Regions from separate parts of the Mus musculus genome. Here region 2 is linked to region 1. A link is a contact called in public Hi-C data. All regions are on one chromosome and are shown on one strand. Each heading gives the region's core, a stretch centred on a gene start, on an enhancer-like site or on the middle of the called end of the contact. The rest is flanking DNA. Distances are from core to core; before and after follow the strand shown. Region 1 overlaps Gm16013 (a long non-coding RNA gene). Region 2 overlaps Gm33964 (a long non-coding RNA gene).

Region 1 (6,917 bases), core at 1,933-4,432:
TACTCTTCCCTGGTCTGAATTCCCACTCATGCCCTGTGTATACACTCAGGAGCTGCCCCTATCCTTCAGGCCTGTGCCTGCATCCACTCCAGGCCTGGAGCACTCTCCCTCTGAGTCCTTCCTGGCTGCCAACCTCCAGCCATCCTATGTATCTCAATGTACCAGGTCTTCTCCATAGAGCTGCCCCAATTCCCTTGCTGAGTTGAGCTGCTCTGCTCTAGCTTCCCAGATACCCTCATCCTTCTTGTTTTCTACTGCCTTTCTTGATGGTCCACACTCGCCCACCCACCTCTCTTCTACGCATCCTCATCTTCCAAGCTCTATAGAGACAGATAACACTGAACTCAGAAAATTGCCCCTTGTGAGCACTGGTCTTGCCCCTGAAACCTCCACCTCCTCCCAGGTAGCCTCCTCAGCGAAGGCTGAACGCCTTGCCTCGCCTCAGCCCCTTATCGTCATATGGACATTTGACAGGGGCCACTATAGGCTCTTTGGACACCACTCTGTCCCTTGTCTATAAGTTTCTTACATGTCTTCCCTGTGTATCTCTCTGGATCATCCAGTTGATTCCCTTCCAGAGGCTGACCATGCCCAGAGACCTACACATCTTACATTTTGTGCTCTGCAAGGTGAAGATTTGTGCCTCCTTGACTATCAACAAATGGCTTCCCCTGCTCTGCCTTCTCTTCCCATCTCTACTTATGCCTCAAGAAAGTAAGGAGGTGATGCTTTCCCAAGTGTTTCCTGCACTCGGGGGCACTGCTGTTCACTCCTTGCCACCACAGCACTGCCCTTCCATAGACCTGCTGAGGAGGCCACAGCTTCTCCCCCCACTCCTATTCCCCATTTGGCAAGACAGAAGAGATGAAGCACGGCTGAGATTTGAACTCAGACCTAGGTGCCTTGAGTACTGCCTTCCTTGTGGGGCCCAGCTACTTGAACACCACCCACCTCCCTTTCTGAGGTTACCACCTCTGCTGCTGGGATCCACCTGCTTCCCCCCTACCCCCCACCCCAGCTTGTTCCTCTGTATTCTTCAGCATCCCCTCCCCTATCCTTGTGCAGGAAGCTCCTTTCCCCAGGGCTGGGCCACTCAACTTGTAGACCCCAGGCTTCACTAGGGCAACAATGGAGCTTCTCTCAAAGGCCCCGTGCCCCAGTTTTAGCCAGTGGATGCTCCTTAAATCCTTAACAAATGAGCCCCCTGGGATGGAGCAGAGGGCCTGACTCTCGCTTTTCCAATCTGGAAAGCTCTCTCCAGCAAGACAAAGACCTCACATTACTCAAGGATATAAATCGACAGTTTCAAAGGCTTAATCCTTCTGCACTCGCCGCAAACCCATACACGCACAGAAATAAATACATTTCTTTTTTTAGGAGAAAAAAAGAAGGCATTTCATGGCATCATAAACATCGCGCTTTATTTTTCATCTCACGGAGCCTGTCTGGGTTTGGTTACGCTCGGGAGCTCGACGAGCACTCAGAAGCCAACACGCATAAGAAAAATCACGTCACTGCCGCCACTGAGGCGCACGAAGGAGCAGTCGCGGCTCTCCGCGTCCATCTGTGTGTGTCCAGCGGTCATCAATCACTCCAGGAATGGGACCTGCGTGGGTGGAGCGGCACTCTGGTCCTCGGTAAATAGCAAAGAAATGTGCTCAAAGAGAGGCTGCGAGGGCACAGGGAGGTGTAAGTGATGCAGAGTTAAGAAAGCTGGGACATTTTCAGGGTCTTTAAACCTGAAGAGCCCCAGCGCCCAAGTGCTGGCCTGGTTCCAGGTCGGCTTGTCCTTTCTGGGTTCATCAGAGGCTGCACAACTCAGCCAGAATCTGCCTGTGTGCAATCCTTAACTCACCCACGCCTCTTTTCCTCTTCTGCCCTGTGTTACAGAAGGGTGTGAGGCTCAGCCCTGTTCCCTCATTATTTGCAAATGACCAGATTTGACTCTACGGTTTGAGGCAGACAAGGGAGAGCAAGCTTGGTGGGCAGAAGGTCTGGATTCTCAGCCCTCTCCTAAGTAGGCATTGGGCCCTTCCCAGTCCTGTATCTTTTATAATATGGCCTGTGGGAATGGCCCTTGTCAACTGTAAAGAACTTGGCAAATGCCAATGCTCTGAGAGTCATACTATGTTTACTATGCCCTCATGCCTGTGTTGAGAGGCTAATTCTCCACGTGGTGATATTTGAGGCTGACCCTCTTTGGAAAATAGAGTTTCATGGGAGCAGGACCCTGTTCTGATAGGAGGAAGGGCCCTATAGTGTGTCACATCATCCCTACAAAGCTGTTAACAAATGTGTACTCACCACAGATAGGGAACTGACCACGGACCTAAGTACGGATACTACCAAAGTCCAACTGGTTAAATCAATGAGTTTTATTGAAGTTAGTTACAGACGCAGAAATGACTCAAAGGCAGCTACATCACCACAGCTCACCACAGCATGAGTGACAGCTCACGAAAGCTGGGAATAGGGACTTATGCATAACCTGCAGGCCACTCAGCAGGCTGGAGAATGTTCTTTCCAGCTGGCTCAGTTGTTCTATGCCTCCTCTAGCCAGCTCGTCTGATCTCTGCTTCTTCCAGAAAAGAGGCCTGGTTTTTGAGAGTATCTCTTGTCAGGCCTTACAGCTTATATATGCTTGGGAGGAAGGGCCTAGAAAAGCTGGTCAGTTTTAGGAACTTCCTGAAGCCTTTTAAGTTGATCTGGGGAGCCTGACCTTAATCTTCTACCCCAGGATGTCAGGATTACCTTGGCGAAATACAGGTTCAGCTTCCTAGAATGTCTTTGCATGCAAATCACACGTCTTCAGAACCTTAAACCTCAGCCAATGAAACTTCAACCTGAGAAGAATCCCTTCCCACTTTCTAGAGTTCTATATATAGCTCTTGATTCACCCCAAATTAAGTATATGTACACAAGCTGTTTTGTTGACTATCATCCAAGAGAGCTGTTTTCTAAAAGAGCTGTAACACTGAAATCTTTGGAGACCTCCCTCCATCCCCTGGCATTCACTATCAGACCTAGATCCTGCTGATCCACCAGTTCTGGACTTTATCCTTTCTCTCCTGCTGTGCAAGAAAAGACGAGGACCTGGGAACTCGGCTCTGCTCCACCCTTCCCTGCTTTGTGTGCAGCAGTGCCTGGACATCCCAAGGGCGGAAGCAAAAAACAGAACCACACTTGACAAGCTTCCCTGCAGAATTGAATGTCCTTTGTGTCCCCTAAGACACAAAGAATATTTTGTGTCTCAAGGGACTTACTTTGAAAATGGACAGTTTTGTCTTAGAGAAAATTAATGAATAGACAATACCTGTGGTGGTTTAAATGAGGAATGTCCCCTGTTGGCTAGGGTATTTGAAAACTTCAAGTCAGTTTCAAGTCAGTTGTGCTATTTGGAGAGGTTAGGATGGTATACCCTTGCTGGTTGAGGTATATCACTAGAAACAAAGTTTGAGACCATATAGCAATGGTTCTCATCTGCTGGGTCATGACCTCTTTGGGGGTAACCTATCAGATATCCTGCATATCAGATATTTACATTTCAATTCATAACAGTAGCAAAATTACAATTACAAAATAGTTATGATAATTTTATGGCTGGGGTTCCTACAACCAGAGGAACTTTAGTAAAGTATCAAAGAACCACTGCTATCTATATAGCTTCACCCCACTTTCATTTTTGCTCTCTCTGCATCCTATGACCTCCCAGCTTCCTGCTCTTGCCTCCATCTGCTGCTTCCTACCATGCCTCCCCTTTAATGAGCTCTTGTCGCATAAATGTATTTGGTCACAGTGGTTGTCGCAGCAACAGAAAAGTAGCTGATGAACCAACCTATAAGAAAAGGCACCAGAAAGCTGGCTTCCCTTGACTCCTTGTGATGGTTACCTTCCTGTCAAGTTGACACAAGCCGGGGTCACCTGGGAAGAAAGAAGCTCAATTGAGAAAACACCTCTACCTGACTGCCCTGTGGGCAAGTCTGTGGGGGCATTTTCTTGATTGATAGTTAACGTGGGAGGGCCCAGTCCACTGAGACCAGCATCACCATAGAGCATGTGATCCTGTGGTGTGAGCAAGTTGAGCAGACCATGAGGAGCTAGCTAGGAAGTGACATTTTTCCCGGCCACTGCTTCAGTTCCTACTTCTAGGTTCTTGAATCTCTGCCTTGTGAACTCCCTTGGTGATATAGTCTGTGATTGGAATGTGCAAACCAAATGAACCTTTTCCCCCTCAAGTTGGTCACAGCAACAGTAATCAAACTAGGACAGTCCCATGTTGGAACATAGTGATGACATGGGTGTTGGTAATCCAGGAAGAGGCTCTCCTCACGACATTGATGTCCACTGATGTCCTGACACTGAGACTTCTGAACTGTGGGAAATCAAAGGCTATGACTGAGCTACGGTTTTTTGTTAGAGTGTTTTGTTGTGACAGGTTCGGTAGAAAGAGGGCAGCATGCTGGCTCGCTCTCAGATCGTCAGGGATATACAACCTGCACCCTTAGGAAGGAAAGTCTCCAGGACAGACCTTCAGAAGCCTAAGTCCTAGTGTCCCTGGTCGTGGCTCATTTTGGGGCCCTCTGTGTTCTAATCTCATCTTTTTCTAAGGATGCCAGTCAGACTGGAATGAGGACCACTCTATGGCCCCCTTTGTGTTAGTTACCTATTACTTGTAAGTTACTATCTCCAGATACAGTCACCTTTGAGGCACAGGTCATCAGGGATCAACCCATAAACATTTGTGAACATGTAACTTCCCATGGCAGTATTCAGTACATGCCTTTCCTATAAGGAAGGTCGGAGTCGAAATTTGTCTTTTCCATACATACTGTTGTTGGTCATTCAAATTTCTCCAGCCACCTGGCAACACTGGTGAACAATGTCTACACAAGTATGTGTAGACTTCTCCCACCACAAATGTACTGTGTGTTCGCAGAAGGTCTGTAGCAGCACTGGAAGCCACACAGACATGTATCAGGAGTCACATGATGTGTTTACATGATGAAATGTCACACCACAGCAATATCGAAGCGACAACTGCACACAACACCCTAGATGAACCTCACAAACATAAAATTGAACAAAAGAAGCTGAACCCAGAAGAGCAAAGGTGATGAACAAAGGTGATATACAAACAGGCAATGTTGAGGAAGACATAGTCTATGTCAGCAGTCCACACAGTGTTCATACCACAGGGCAGGAGGTGCAAAGGAACCAGAAGGGCGTACAGAAATGCCCCATTGCTTCATCTGCAGACTGTTTAAACCCATGCAATCTCTGAAAACTCTACTATGCACCAAGGGGGAGAAAAATTTGGGGAAGATACCCGGTGTCAGCTTCTGACCTCTGCACACATATACATACATGTCCATCCACATCCATACCCAACACAAATGCATACACAAATAAAGATATAGTGATTTAAGTGCTTTATTGGGGTGAGTGAGAAGTCTCCGTAGCAAAGAGCACATATTGCTCTCCCAGATGATCTCATTTCTGTTCCCAGCACCCATTCTGGTGGCTTGCAACTACGTGTAACTCCAGTGCCAGAGGATCTGGCACCCTCTTCTGGCCTTTCTGGATACTTGCACTCACATACTCATATCCCTATAAACACACACAAAGACACATAATTTAAAAATATTGAAGTCTTTAAAAATGTGTTTTAGGGGAAGTTGTGGGAAGATAGTAACTCTTCTGGAGAGAAAAGTCTTTTTTCTAGAATGTCTTCTATGATGGTTTGAATGAAAATCACCCCCTCTAGGCTTATCTGTTTGAATATTTGGATACTCAGTCCACACTGGGTGGAACCATTTGGAAAGTATTAGGAGGCACGGCCTTGTCAGAGAAGGTGTGTCATTGGGTGTGCACTTTGAGCTTTTAAAAGTGCATGCCATTCCCAGTTAGCTCTCTCTGCCCCATACTTGTGAATGAAGATGTGAGCTCTCAGGTGTTCCTGCTCCAGTGCCTTTGCTCCGCCATCATGGACTCTAACCCTCTGAAACCATAACCCCAATTAGACAGTTCCTTCTACAATTTGCCTTGGTCGTTGTTACTTTGCCACAAAGTAACTAAGACAGCTTCATAAAGAGATATTAAGTAAAACCCAAACCTCTTCCTTCTGTGTCTAATGTCCCAGTGCCAATTTATGCTCAGCTCAGGTTGACCTCTGCCACTCTCAGGCACCTGGGACCTGATATGAGCTCTCCCAGTGCCTGGCCATCATGAAGTACTCTCCATTTCCCCAAACTACAGGCTACAAAGGCTGCTGCATTCTGGCATCCGTTCCTCAGAAGATTCACCTCCCTGACTTGCTTGCCCTTCATAGAGCCCTTTGTTGGACCAAGCCTGTGAGTAGAAGCACTTTCCTAGTCCCAAGCCAGGAGGCAGATGGCACGTTTCTGCACCCTGCCCCCAACTGCTGCCTCTTTTATAATTTGTAGGATGTGAGACTACACCTGCTCCCTGACCCTGATCCTCAGGAGAAGGCGCGCTTTCCTCTGACCCAGATTCTGTGCCTTTGACTGTGAATAAAGAAGTTAGACTTATGCCCCCAGAGATTGAGGCTTTGCAAGGCGCTTGCTCAGATCAGATGAGAGAAAGAAAGCAGGTCTGCTCAGGGTCTGAGGTCATTGTTAGTGGGAAGAATGCTGGCCAGAGGGGCTACAGAAAGAGCCTGCTCTCGTGGGCAGCCCTGGGAAGAATGCATCCTGCTCAGAGTTTCAAGGTGCCTCTTCTGCTTCTTTTAAAAGCCTTATGGAGGTGCAATTTACCTACCATAAAATTCTCCTTTCTAAGGGCACAATTCCCTGATCATTGGTTTATTACAGAGCTGTGCAGCCAGCAGCACAATCCAATTTTAGAGCGTTCCCATCCCTCCCTAAAGGAATGGCTGTGCCCATTAATGTTCACTCCGT
Region 2 (6,841 bases), core at 536-3,035, 230 kb before region 1:
AAGTAATCAAGGAGCTAAAGGGATCTGCAACCCTATAGGTGGAACAACAATATGAACTAACCAGTACCTCCCGGAGCTCGTGTCTCTAGCTGCATATGTAGCAGAAGATGGCCTAGTCAGCCATCAGTGGAAAGAGAGGCCCATTGGTCGTGCAAACTTTATATGCCTCAGTACAGGGGAACGCCAGGGTCAAGAAGTGGGAGTGGGGGACAGGAATGGGTGGGGGACTTTTTAGGATAGCATTGGAACTATAAATGAAATAAATACCTAGTAACAAAAATAAAATAGAAACTCTTATTCTCATTTATAGTTTATCTAATAGCAGTTATCCCAAAACAGAGGAAACTATACATATATATGTATATATATATATATATATATATATATATATATATATATATACACATACATATATACATATATACACACACACACATACATACACATATATACATATATATATGATTATATCATACATATATATATGATTATGTAAACATATAAACAAAAGTATGATAATGATGACATAAATAATAAGCTGGAACGTTTTGTTGTTTTCAGGCACCAGCACTGCCTGTGATGTTGTGTAGCACTGTCTGAAGGTGCACAGATTAGTTATACATGTAGAGTCCATATTCTGAGAAGCTGTAAGATAGTATTTTAAAAAACATAGGTGTTATGGTAAGAGAAAAGAAGTAGAATTATATAAAATGCAAAAAATCATAAAAGGAAGAAAGAGTGGAAACATTTTAAAATGGAACAAAAACTGAGGCAACAAATAGAAAATGGTCACAAGTGAGGTGGATGTGAACCCAGTTTTATCCATAACTATTCTGAATATCTGTCTGAATGCGGAAATTGAAAGACAGTTTGTCAGTGTCTTAGTCAGGGTTTCTATTCCTGTACAAACATCAGGACCAAGAAGCAAGTTGGGGAGGAAAGAGTTTATTCAGCTTACACTTCCACACAGTTGTTCATCACCAAAGGAAGTCAGGACTGGAACCCAAGCAGGTCAGGAAGCAGGAGCTGATGAAGAAGCCATGGAGGGATGTTTCTTACTGGCTTGCTTCCCCTGGCTTGCTCAGCTTGCTTTCTTATAGAACCCAGCACCTCCAGCCCAGGGGTGGCACCACCTGTAGTCTCTCCTCCCCCAGCCTGAAACCTGCTTGTTCAGGGGTGGAGCTTCCTGCTCATTCGTTCTGCCACGTCCACTGCTGGAACCTGCGGAGCCACACATGTGCTCACCTTTCTACTGGACCAGAGATTGTTTGGAGGGAATTGGGTCCCCTCCCCCCTCCTTCATAACTAGTGTCGCAACAATAAAATTTGAGCTTTGATCAGAATGAATTTGTCTTAGCTCCGTTTCTTCTTTCGCCCCGTCTAAATTCCTCTCTTACAGCTCGAGTAGCCTTCTCAGTCAAACCGTTCATGTTGCAAGCTGCTGGCGGCCACAACAACCACCCACAAGGGGCCCTCCCACACTTGATCATGGAGGCATTTCTTTAAGGGAGGCTCCTTTCTCTGATAATTCCAGCTAGTGTTAAGTTGACACACAAAACCAGCCAGTACAGTCAGAGAATATCAAAAGACAAGTCTCTCCATTGTGTAGAAGAATCCTGCTTTCCTTCTGAGGAGTTACACTCTTAGAGAACTGACTCTAGAGGCTGTAAGGGTTCCTTGGTAAGGGGTAGGACTTCAGGTCCAGCTCCTCTCGATGCTGGGATTTGATGCTGGGGTTTGGTACAGATCATGTGCATCTTGTCACAGCTGCTGTGAGTGTGTGTGCAGCCTTCCCAGTGTGTTTGGAAAACAATGCTCCCTTGTATTCAACCGCCATCTCTGGCTCATACACCCATTCTGTCTCCTCTTCCACAACAATCTCAGGGGCTGGTAGTTAACTGCACTCTGGTAGAAGGCCACATATTCAAGAATAGCTGAGCATCACAAATTGGTCTTGGTGAGTACTTAATGTGTTAAGAACATAAAATTGAGTGGGTAAGAAGGTGGGGGAGGATGTGAGAGGAGTTGGGAAGGGTAGATATGATCATAACACTTTGTATGAAACTTCAACTAATAAAAATATTTTAGAAGTCTACATTTTAATATATAGATATATACACTAAAAATAAGTGGAGAAAGACAGACTAGTCCAGAGAAAGGCAACAAAGAGTAGGGGAAGCTATGTAATACCCAAGCAAAACTGGTTTGAAAAAAAAAAGTGTTGGGCTTAAAAGGGCCTTTATATAGGGATAAAGGATTCAATAATCCTTAGTATGCTTATGAGTAACAACAAAATATAAAAACACATGCAGTCAAATCTAATAAGAATTGTAAGTGGAAACGGATAAATCCACTACTTTTGCTGGAGTTTTCAGTACTCTCTATCAGAGAGACACACATACAGGACAGAAAATCTGTAAGAACACATCTGAACTCAACAGGACTGTCAATCTATCAGATGTACGAGGCATTTATAGACATGTCCATCCAATAGAAACAGAGGGCATGAGTCTGGTAGGCTAATTTTGGGAGTGGGACGTTCACCAAGGCAGACCATGTCCTGAGAGACTTAGCACCTCAAAGAACAGAAAACATTGATTTTCTGTTTGCATAGCATGGTGGAAAGGGCCTAGGAAGCAATAAGAGAAGGATTCTGGTATCCCTACCCCACCTGAGCTGCTGGCATTCAAGCAATAATATTGGTCCACGAAAATCACTGAAGAAAAAGTTTTAAATACTTTAAATAAATGCACAGCTTGTTGAAGTTTGTGAAGTACAGAAAGAGCAGTGCTTAGAGGCAAATGCATATTATTGTGTGCACGTATTAGGCAAGAACACAGGTCTTAGGCCAATTATTTACACTTTCACCATAGGAGACTAGAAAAAGAAGACCAAAGTAAGATAAAAGAAGAAATAATGAAGTTGGTACAGAGATCAATGAAATTAAAAACAGAAAATCAATAGAAGAAATCAGTAAAAACCAAAAGCTTCTTATTTAATAAAATCAGTAAATCTTTTTCCAGGCTAAGGGGGAAAAAAGGACGAAGACACAGTGGCCACTGTCATAAGGAAAGAGGGGAACTCTATTGAAGACACACTGGCCACTGTCATAAGGAAAGAGGGGAACTCTATTTCATGGGAATCATATATGTAAGACAGGGGTAATTTGAGAGTCTCTGTGCCTGCACTGTGACTGCTTCAATGAAAGAAAACCTCTAACCAAAAGCCACAATCTGTCAAAACTCACACAGAAAGGAACAGCCTGAACAGGCCTGTGCTCATTACAGAAAGCGAGCCAATAAATAATACAGCAAGTATCAGCCTCAGGCTCGTTTACTGGTGGCTCTTCCAGACATTAAAGGAGGTGACAAAAATCAATCATCTGTAGACTTTTTGAGAAGATACAAGCAGAGACTACTTCCCAGTTTACTCTGTGCGCCCCCCCATCACCCTAATGTAGAAACCATTTAAAGAGGTTGTGAGAGAAGAAAGCTATTAAGCAGTATCTTCGAAGCACTGACGCAAAACTCAGTAATACTAGCAAATCAATCTAGGGCAGACAGATGGCTCCTGGACTAAAGATGCTTACTTGGAAGGCCTGATGATGCGAGTTTGACCACCAGAATCCACAATGGAAGGGAAGAACCAAGTCCTGAAAGATGGGTTTTTTTTTTTTGACTCCACATATGCGGTATGGCACATGCACATGCATACACTAATAAAAATGAAGTAAAATATAAATTTTATGAAGTAAATAGATAATTTTTTAAAAAAATGTTGTGGGCTGGAAAGATTGCTCAGAGGTAAAGTATTTGCTGTTCAATCATGAAAAGTTGACTTTGGGTCTCTTTAGGTTACATATAAAAGCCAAGTTTGACAATGTATACCTATAACCTTGTACTGGGAGACCAGAGATGGGCAAATACTGGGGAGTCACTGTTTAGGCAGTTTCGGTGAAATGGTTAACTTCAGGTTCAGTGAAGAGATGCTGTGCCAAAACACATGGAAAGTGATAGAGGAGAGCACCCAGTGTCAACCTCTGGCCTCCACATGCCACCACAGTTATATCAAGAAGTGCTTGCAAGGCACCTAGCAAACTCTTCACTAACCCAAATTTCAAAGCAAAATGAAACAAAAAAGTCTTAGCAAACTGGAAGTTAATAGGAGTCTCCTTAACTCAATAACGCTCTCTATAAGAGTCTGCGGATAACTCACACGTAATGCAGGGAAAGTCAACACTTTGCCACTAGGACCCCAAGCAAGCCAAGCTGGCCTCTTTTCGCTGCTCTTCTTGTGATTAAACTGAAGAGCAGACTAATGAATCAAAATATAAAATAGAAATGAAAAGTATGCAGATGGTGAAAGTAGGCACGAAGCTGTCTTTGTATGTAGAGATATTTGATCGTCTATTTAGAAATTCTAAAAATATGTTTAAAACCTCTTGAAACTAATTCATATAGCACGCCTAGAAGGTTAAGTGTTAGTACCCAAAAGGCAATTAATTTCCTATTCAAGGGAAGTGAACAGGTAAATTTAAAAAAGAAAACCCCACAATGCTGTGTATATAAGCATGCTCAAAAGCACTTTGATTTAAATATAATAAAATAATGTAAAGTCTCTGTGAAGAAAACTATAAAACTCTGAGAGAAATTAAAGAATCAAATGGAGAAACAGACACTGTTCATGAATAGAAAACTCAGTGTTGAGATGTTGGTCTTCTCAACCTGTTGTATAGATTCAATCCACTCAACCAAACTCGTTGCAATTTATTTTGTGGGTATCAATAAAGAAAGTCTAAATTAATATAAGGAGACCAGTGGTCCAGGATATCCCAGAGGATACTGAAGAAAGAACAGAACTGGAGATTTAATTTTCTCTGAGATGTGACAGGGAGTCACAGTATTTGTGAAGGAATAAATCAGTGAATCAATGGAAAGGAATAAAGATACCAGAAATAAGCCCACGTAATCTAATGAAGTGATCTGTTCTCATTGATTCTCTGTGGCTGGGATAAAAACAGGACACAAAGCAGACTCCAGAGGAAAGGATTTATCTCAGCTTCCGGGTTGCAGACCATCCTGAAGGGAGTCAGAGCAGGAACTCAAGGCAGGAGCCCAAAGGCAGGAACCAAAGCAAAGGCTATGGAGGATGCAGCTTTCTGACTTGCCAGCTAGCTTTCTTACGTTAACATTGGTCCCCTACCTGAGGATGGACCTGCCTACAATGGGCTGGATACTACCACATCAATTAGCAATTAAGAAAAAAAAGTGTCTCGTGGAGGCAGAGACAGGCTGATCTCTGCAATTCTAAGCCAGCCTGGACTTCAAAGCAGTTGCAAGACAACCAGGGCTGTTATGCAGAAAAACCCTGACTAGCAAAACAAAGCAAACAAGCAAGCAAGCAAGCAAGCAAGCAAACAAGCAAGCAAGCAAGCAAACAACATCAAAAAGAAACAAAACAAATAAAAAACCCAAAATAAACAACAAAGTCTCAGAGACGTTTCCATAGCAAAACCTGTTGGACCAAACTCCTCAGTTGAGGTTCCCTCTTTCCATGTGAGAAATTTATGACAAATTGACAGGAAGAACTAACTAGCTAACCAGCTAACCAGCTAACCAGCACATGGTCTTTGCAAGGGGCAAAGATAATCTAATGGCACAAAGATGGACTTTTCAGTAGATGTACTGTAACAACTAGAAGTCTACAAGCAAAAAGGAAAAAGGGAAATTAAAGAAAAGAAAGGGGAAGAAAAGAAAGAAAGAGAGAGAGAAAGAGAGAGAGAAAGAAAGAAAGAGAGAGAGAAAGAAAGAGAGAAAGGAAGGAAGGAAGGAAGAAAGAAAGAAAGAAAGAAAGAAAGAAAGAAAGAAAGAAAGAAAGAAAGAAAGAAAGAAAGAAAGAAAGAAAGAAAGGAAAAGAAAGAAAGAAAGGCAGGAAGGAAGAAAGGCAGGCAGGCAGGCAGGTAGGGAGGAAGGAAGGAAGAAGACAAATTTACCACTCCTTTTCAGAAAAAATACTTCCAAGATGGGTCCATGGACATAAATGTAAAACCTCAAACTGAAAATAAAAGTCTTAGAAAACATTATAAAAGAAAATTAAAATAATTTAGATGTCTTTCAGTTCAATGATGACATGTTACAACACACCAGAGAAAATTACAAAAAAAAAAGAGTTGATAAGTATAATTTGACAAAAATTTTAATTTCTGATCTGCAAAATATACCTCAAGGAAATAAAGGGGTCTCAAAGGTTGATCATGTCAAATGATGGCAAGATCTTAGGGACCCCAGGTATTCCTAGTCCCTGCTGATGGCAACCCAGTAAGGTTTGGCTACCTTGGAACTCAGCTCAGAAAAGTGAAAACTTCATTCCTTGATAGTTACTCAAAGGGACTGAAAACTTATATCTATATATATGTATAAAAACACCCGAACATGAGTGTTTTTAGAATTTTTATTCAAAATTGCCCAAAATTGGAAGTAACCAAGATGTCCATCAGTTGGTGAATGGATAAGTGAGCTGTGATAAATCTAAGCAATGAAATATTATCCAACAACCAAAAGTAATGTGCTATCAAGCCATGAGAAGACACAGGAAAAACTTAAATTTGTATCACTAACTAGAATAAACTGGTATGGAAAAGCTTGTATGTTTATTATATAATGTCAACTGTATGACATTCTGTAAAAGGCAGTATTATGGGAATGGTCAAAAGATTAGCAGCTACCAGGGGTCAGGGTAGAGGGAAGGATGTTCAGGATGATGAAACTACCTCATAATTCTATAATGACGGACATTGTAAATCTGCTAAACTCAGAGTGAGTGGAGTGAACCCTGTTATAAA

What was found. Hi-C and Micro-C count contacts between places; a contact is called where the count stands out from the background.
Region 2: a Hi-C map of cortical glia shows a contact between it and region 1, with 1.6 times the contacts expected there. The contact joins two enhancer-like sites. A contact is called at or near these places in 3 of 484 Hi-C or Micro-C datasets (cerebral cortex, cortical glia and forebrain) and 3 of 115 datasets of contacts at active chromatin or transcription factors (SST interneurons, forebrain and neural progenitor cells).

What each region holds. Positions count from the first base shown.
Region 1 is chr11:71,424,601-71,431,517 of GRCm38.p6, reverse strand. It overlaps Gm16013 (a long non-coding RNA gene), which reads left to right. Exons shown (of 2, transcript XR_388799.3): 2 at 1,378-2,980. Among named protein-coding and RNA genes, the nearest start is that of Gm16013, 8.4 kb to the left of the region's middle. Within about 2 kb of position 3,182, at least 9 of the 459 cell types and tissues checked have an H3K27ac peak or open chromatin away from gene starts, as enhancers often do. A contact at or near this core is called in cortical glia, where this site is marked.
Region 2 is chr11:71,653,510-71,660,350 of GRCm38.p6, reverse strand. All of the region lies in intron 2 of Gm33964 (a long non-coding RNA gene), which reads right to left. Among named protein-coding and RNA genes, the nearest start is that of Gm33964, 6.9 kb to the right of the region's middle. Within about 2 kb of position 1,785, at least 14 of the 459 cell types and tissues checked have an H3K27ac peak or open chromatin away from gene starts, as enhancers often do. A contact at or near this core is called in cortical glia, where this site is marked.